2 separate regions of the Zea mays genome follow, and region 1 is linked to region 2. Evidence: chromatin contacts called from public Hi-C data. All regions are on one chromosome and are shown on one strand. The core of a region is the stretch at or near the end of the contact, and the rest is flanking DNA. Distances in the headings are between cores, read along the strand shown.

Region 1 (3,632 bases), core at 837-3,336, 63 kb before region 2:
TATGGGTTATCGTTTATGTACCAATGTGGAAGACCCCATGTTGGGGTATAAGTTTGTTTAAGGTTCATACCCCTAAAACTATTTGGAAGTGGTAGAAACAGTGGTCCAAAAGTGTAGTGTTTAATTCTGGATTTTTTAGACTTAGTGAAAAACCAAAGTCTGAATTTGTGTGTTTAATGCCAACTTTGGGCTTTGGTGGTTTGGAATCCATGGGGTTCTAGCTAATGGTCATTGTACTAAACTTGTAGAGAAACATGTGGAGCACCAATTTGATTAAGCCACTTGGCCTTAGAAGCATTTGGAACTAGGAGAAAAAGGTGACCAAAGAGGGGCTGTCAGACTTCTGAATTTTCAGATTGGGAATCGTGTTTCAATATGAAATCAGTATTTTTAGTGCAGTTTTGGAGCTGTGTAGTGCCTGTTCTAGGTAGTTTTGGACTAAAGTTCATGTAGCAAGTTTTAATAATATATGTTAGTGAACAAATTCCTTTAAGTGAGTTGGGCTTGATCACACACAAAAAGTGGAGTCAAAGCTGCCCAAAAATGGACTGTCAGTTTGCACTGACTGAACTTTTCTTCAGTTAACAGATAACTGAATTTCAGTGATTGGTGCCCTTTTTAGATCACTATTGTGACCATTTTATTATGTTTTAGACTATGAAACATCTAGTAGAGTTAGAGACTAAGTATATAGGAACAAGTTTCATGGAGAAAGGGAGACTTGGTGTTACATAGAACTGGGAGTAAATTACACCCAAACATCGCCTGTCAGAGTGACCATGACTGAATTTTATTTAGTTAACTGAAACTTAAACTTCAGTGTTTGTTACCCAGTTTGGGGCACTCTAGCGACCATTCCATCAGGTTTTAGATTTATAGTTGGAGAATAACTTTGGTTAATAAGGTTGGGTCTATTGCCATGGGGAATTATGAGATAACAGGGACTGAACAAAGGGGAGGGGAATGGAGCAGTAGTGCTGTTTCAGTCAACTTCAGAGTTTGGTTTGAGAAACTGAACAAGATCCTCTCTCTGCTGTACTCCACCCATGTGCTCGAGTTGGGATACATCCCTGAAGATCTGGGGTCTCTCTATACTGCAAAAATATCAAGGCTTGGACTGGCTTGGGAGTTTTGGGCAGTGAAGTACTTATTTATTGTGCTTATTAGCTGCAGAAATGGACAAGGGTAGATATTTGTGTTGAGTTGTGAGCTGGTGTGGTGAGGATGCTTGTTTGCCATGTGTATCAGCCATGCAGCGCTGGCAACTTGAGAGTTATCTCCACCATGTGCTGAACAAATTCTTGTTCATTGCTTTAGGGCACGGTCCAGTGAGGGAATCCCTGCTCTCGAGCTCTAGCTTGTAATCATCGAGTGAGTGAAGAAGTGCTGGTGTTCAAGTTTGGGTAGTTCCCCTTCCAATCACCAAGCTGGGTCTGCCCCAAAGCCTTGCACGCCAGCTCTCGAGTTGGTGACTACACCCACCGAGACCCCTACCTCGCCGTGGCCAGAACGTTCCAGAGAATTGCACGCCCGTATAGTTCTCGTCCCGTGATCTTCAGAGGTCAGTGAAGCTCTCTAGATTCGTTGTTCGAGCTCTACTGTTGAATGTGGTAGTGAACATAGCCGCGCCTCCATGGATTTGCGCTGGGAACAGCCTCTGGGCCAACCCGGTAACTCGTGTTGTCTCCAGTTATTTTCGCGTAAGCACAGTGGTCGTGGTAGATCAGTGATACTCTCCATGCCCTTGGTCAGAGTTGTACCGCACGGTGGCCGCGAGATTGAACTCGCCGGACTAGCTCTTCCGCCGCCGTCGTCGGTCACCCGGGTCCAGAGCCTCCGCGGTTGAATTGAACACGTGGATGAGTTTGCTTTGGTTCATAGAGTGTGTTGATGCCGTGGCCGTTGACTATGTCGGGCCGCCGTGGACGATCCGGCGTGGGCTCACCGGAGCTCTCCGCGGCGGAGTCGTGGCTGAGGTTATGTGAAAGGAGGAAAGCCGAAGGGCTTATTTGTTGCTGTTAGTGACCCGGGTTAACAGTGGCCAGGTCTCTGGTGTGGTTCAGCAAAGCGGCGGGGATCTTTGCGCAAAACAGCCAGCTCGGGCGCGGGCCAATGGCCGTAGGCCGGCTTGCCTGTACATGGGCCGTGTAAGGCCCTGTTCGTTTACATCGGATTGCACCCGGAATTATTCCGGCTAATCAAAGTTTATATAAATTATAGAAGCAATCCGGCTTGGAATCGTTCCGACCCACCAATCCGACACAAACGAACAAGGCCTAAACTAGTTTGGGTCCAGTACTGTATATGATTTAGCTTTTTCTTTTATCTGGAAGATTGGAAATTAAGCCAAAAATCGAATAAAAATGATAAAATCGTAGGACCAATTTTATTAGGTTTCTAAAATCAAGGGATTTCTGGTAGAAACATTCTTGGATTTTTTTAGCAAATAGATGTTTTTAGGTGAATAAAAGGTGACTTAAAATGTTTATCTGGAATTTTAGTAATAAAATTAGAGCACTAGAAATTATTAGAAAAATTGTGTGAGCTTGAGCTATGATGAGTCATTTATGTAATCCCTGTGTACGTGAATTTTTGATCCTAACACGTACATGGTTCACATTCGGTTTACCTTCAAAAATAGGGTGTGACACAAGTGGTATCAAAGCCTTGTTGACTGTAGGACCGCTATCCTAGAGTAGCATTGGCCGTTTTAAGAACTTATTGATTATTACTCCACCTCATCCTTAATGCTGCTTCAAAATATTAGTCACCTCGACTAATTCTATGTCATGCTTCTATATATCCCCTTGCTTAATGTATTTTATTCTAGTATTGTCTATGTTTTACCTATTCATTCTATTAGATCTGATCTCACTCTTATGCTTGCAACATCTTTGTAGATGACCCCTGGCCATAGCCTTTAGTCTTTTGGGATTCTTTCCTCTTCCATTATTAAATTGCTACCATTTGACCATCTCTATTCCCTGGTTATTGACATGCTCGTACTCTTAGACTCTTCAATACTTTTGTTTCAAATACTTACATCTGAATTTTTACTACCTACTTAAACATTTCAATCTATATGTCCACAAACTTCTTGTCTTCTGAGATCCCTTCCTATTCCATTGTTAAGTCGTTATCCTTGGGCTTTTTCTATTCCCTTGTCTTGGTATGCCCGTATCCTTGGAATTTTGCATACTCATGTATTCTTATGTATGCTAACTTTTATACCCCAATGACTGTTGAAGACATTTTAGTTAACATGTCCTTGACCACCATTGTTTCTTAATGATCCATGAGCGGTCATTTTATTTTGCACATATGTGGTAATCTTGTTGTTTCCTTGGATCTTCATTCGGTAATGAATTCTTACTTCAACTCTTATGTCGGAACCTCACTTATCTTATCCTTGATTGTTTTCTCCACTTCGTCACTTTGCGAGTCTTGCCTTAACTCTGTCCATGGATTATGTTTTTCATCATTATCACCTTTACCCTTATCACCTCTATATCTTACCTTGATGTTTATCTTATACCGGCCCTTTAAAATCTCCTCTTTTCATATCAATCTGAGCATTGTACTTTACCTATTTTTCCCTTGGCCGTATTATTTTCCTTGTCGCTTGCGAGTTT
Region 2 (3,377 bases), core at 176-2,675:
AAGGGAAGGGAGCGCGGGACAGACTGCCGCTGACAGGCGGGACCCGCCTATCAGGGGCGGCTGGCGCGCGGCCTGGCTGGGCTGGTTTGGGCTGCTTTCCCTTTTTCTTTTTCTCTGGATTTTCTAATTCCTTTTCTATTTCTTTTCTATAGGGTTTTCAATTCCAAAATCAAATTAGGTTTCAAATTCAAATAAATTCAAACATGTGCAACACTTCAAAGAATATTTTAAGCTCAGCATGATGCAAATGTCATGATTCATAATGTTTTGGCAAAAATAAATAATTAAATCCCCCTAACTTTAAGCTAATTCTACTAAAAAGGAAGAGAGAGGGAGAGACAATCTATAGATAGATAGAAACTAGAGAGAGAAGAGTAACACATGAATTTGGGTGATAATTAGAAAGAAAATTTATATCCCCAAATTCAAGGTGATACACTTAACCCAGAGGTTCTTTCGAGGTAGGCTTACAAAAAAGAAGATGCATCTTGTTGATATGAGTACTATATTAATTATATTAAGCCTTAGGCTAGGATATTACCATCCACTAGGGGTCAGGATATCACATGGAGACAACATCGTCATTTGTTTCGAAGCATCAGTAGACACGATGGCCTCCTTCGTTTCCAGATTAACTGCTTCGTGGAAAAGAGAGAGAGAAAATAGATACACATGGTAACATGTGGGGTCCACATGTCAAATATGATCCTGTTTAGACCTAATTGAGACCCGAACAACGATTATGGACCCAACGGACACACTTTCAAAGTTTGTGGATCAGGATGACATATGACGATAAGTTTAAGTACCGAAAATGTATTTTACTGTTTTGAGGATCTTGGGGACATTACGATCTTGAGCGACATTACGCCAACAAACTACTTTATGTCTTGCCGTGTTCCCACAACCTCTAAAATAAAGCGAAAGATCTCCAAAAGTCTGGCAGCAAACGGATCCAGTAACACCGCAGCTTCCCGTAATAGAATAGGCTATGACCATGGACCGTGCCTGCGACTCGCGGCACCCAGCCATACGGGGACACTATCCTTCACATGCACGAGGTCCACATGGATCTGAGATGGTACCACTAGCAGGGTAGCAGCCCACGCTACGAAATACATGAGAAGACCTGTCTCGCTTCTCACGCACCTCCGCCGGCCCACCCCCCTCACAAAAAGAAGCACCATACGTACATGCTTAATTAATCTAAAAAAAGTCGTATCCAATAATTGACCGTATAATATTCGTTGAATCGGTGACTTCGCACGTAAACTTCGATCTCGATCTAACTTTAGTGTAGGAATAGTATTTTAAAATTTAAAAAAAGTATTCGGATGACTCCCATCGTGTCACGTCAGGCCACATAGCACGCACAAAGCCGGCAGGATTGGTGCTCATGCGGGACTAGGACGGCGACGGGGACGCCGGCCTCCCCCAGCACCTGCCCGCACCGAAGGCCGAAGCCGCTGGATTCGCCAAAGCAATAAAAACCTTTGGCGGCCTCTCCATCGCAACATTTTTCTCATCCTCCTCCTCCCCCCCGCGCCGCGCGAACTCCGCTTCCAGGTTTCCGGCGTCGCCTGGCCGCCTTCCTTACCGGCGCGCAGCTTTGGATCCGTACCGTCGTCCCTCCTTCCGTCGGCCGCCTTTTATTGCACAGCACACCCACGTTGATGCGCGTTCCTCCCACTTTCGTGGCTGCCTTGCTTGCCTGGTGCCTGCTCGTTCGCGGCTGGCGTCGTCCGCTCCTCACGATCGGGTAAGCGGCGGCGACGCCTCTCGCTCGTCTATGTTGATGATTGTGAGGAAGGGTCGTCTTTGTTGAATGTTGATGATTGTGAGGAGGGGGCGAAGGCCAATTCCTGTTTGGATTTGGGCACCGGTTGGTTGGTTACGTTTTGCGTCGCGTCGTCAGGGACGACGGGGTGTGTGTGTGTAACTGTGTATAGTGGGATTTGAATTCCGGCTCCGCGTCATGCTTCCCGCAGATTCGCGTTTCTCGCGTGCCCGTACCGCCCTGCCGCGCCGCTCGCCCGCCCGCCCTTTTCTTTTTCTTGACCTTTCTCTATTTCCACATTATGCTATGGTGATGCTTCCCGCACGTCTCTGTTTTTTTCCACGCCGAAGTCCGGATCCGGCACGGTTCGTCGCGCTTCGATCCGAAACTCCTCTGTTCGTAGACGTAGCTTGTGGCTTTTGACCGTTTTTCTTTTCTGGCGACTTCAATTTCAAATAAGAATTCATCTACGTTTCTTTCTTTCTCGTTGACCAAGCGTATTGATCTCTGACGTCTGCTGCCTCTGCTTTCGAATTGGTTTGTTTCATTCATCGAATCTGCAGAGCTATCGAGCGGGGCAGAAGGTTCGGTTCGGGGTCCTTCTTCAACAAGGAAAGGGAGCAGCACTACCAAATGTGGCGCTTGTTTAATGACCTGTGGGATGTGCTAGGATCCGGATTCCTCTCGTCCAGATTTCTCTGATCCAGCTGTATCGGGAATACGGGACCATCTCGTTGGTGGCAGCGAAGCAGACATCCACCAAGACCAAGGCACCAATCCGCCTCCTGCGCGCGCTCCATCGCTCTTATCGTTGACGACACGAGCGGCTGCCAATTCCTGGGCTCGCCATTGGTTGGTGGCCTCGGGATCTGAGAGAGGAAGATGGACGACGAGGATTACTCGTGGGTGCGGCGGACGCGCTTCTCCCACTCCGTCGTCCGCTCCAATTCCGGGAGGGAGCAGTTCGGCGCATTCGTCGAGCAGTTCAACCGTGGGGCCGCGCTCAGGCAGAAGGGCTCCGCCTCGGGGTTCAAGCTCCATGGCCTCAACATGGAGCCAGGGACGAGGTTGTCCACATCGTCCCTTCCGACGACGAGCTCGTTCTGCGCCCAGCCCAAGCCCAAGCCTAAGGACATGTCATCTTCAGACGCCAAGCCGGGGCAGCACGCCAAGGCAGTCAGCGATCGCCCGTCGTCGCAAGAGGCATCGGCGAGGAAGGAGGACGATGCCAAGGCTTCAAACGGAAAGAAAGGAATTGGCAAACTCAGCGTGGCCGTACCTCGGGTACCCGCGGTTCAGAGCGCGGAGGTTGAGAGCCCGGGAGCACTCGAGTTCTCCTTCCACCCTGACGAGCAGAGCCTGAAGCTGCAGAGAGCGTGCTCAAGCCCTGCCCCGTTCCCGCGGAAGAAAACGCCCGGCGATGATGCCCTCACGCGCAGCTCGTCGCTAAGTGTGCTCGGCGAGGCGCCCAAGACGAAGCAGAGGGCGAGGTCTCCCCTCCCGTCTCGCCACGTTGCTGAAGTGTTTCAAGAGGCCAAATCAGCCACCAAGAGGTTCTCCACTCCGCCGCCGCCCCGGAGATCCGCGTCTTCTCTAGAGC

What was found. Hi-C and Micro-C count contacts between places; a contact is called where the count stands out from the background.
Region 1: a Hi-C map of leaf shows a contact between it and region 2, with 7 times the contacts expected there. The contact joins the enhancer-like site here to the promoter of LOC100281480 in region 2. A contact is called at or near these places in 13 of 25 Hi-C or Micro-C datasets (bundle sheath, ear, endosperm and 4 more) and 1 of 3 datasets of contacts at active chromatin or transcription factors (leaf).

Annotation. Positions count from the first base shown.
Region 1 is chr1:223,385,300-223,388,931 of Zm-B73-REFERENCE-NAM-5.0, reverse strand. No RefSeq gene overlaps it. Among protein-coding and RNA genes, the nearest start is that of LOC100281480, 63 kb to the right of the region's middle. Within about 2 kb of position 2,086, at least 19 of the 20 cell types and tissues checked have an H3K27ac peak or open chromatin away from gene starts, as enhancers often do. A contact at or near this core is called in bundle sheath, ear, endosperm and 4 more, where this site is marked.
Region 2 is chr1:223,321,850-223,325,226 of Zm-B73-REFERENCE-NAM-5.0, reverse strand. LOC100281480 (protein kinase) reads left to right here and starts at 1,425. Exons shown (of 4, transcript NM_001154398.1): 1 at 1,425-1,759; 2 at 2,341-3,377. The coding sequence starts at 2,660.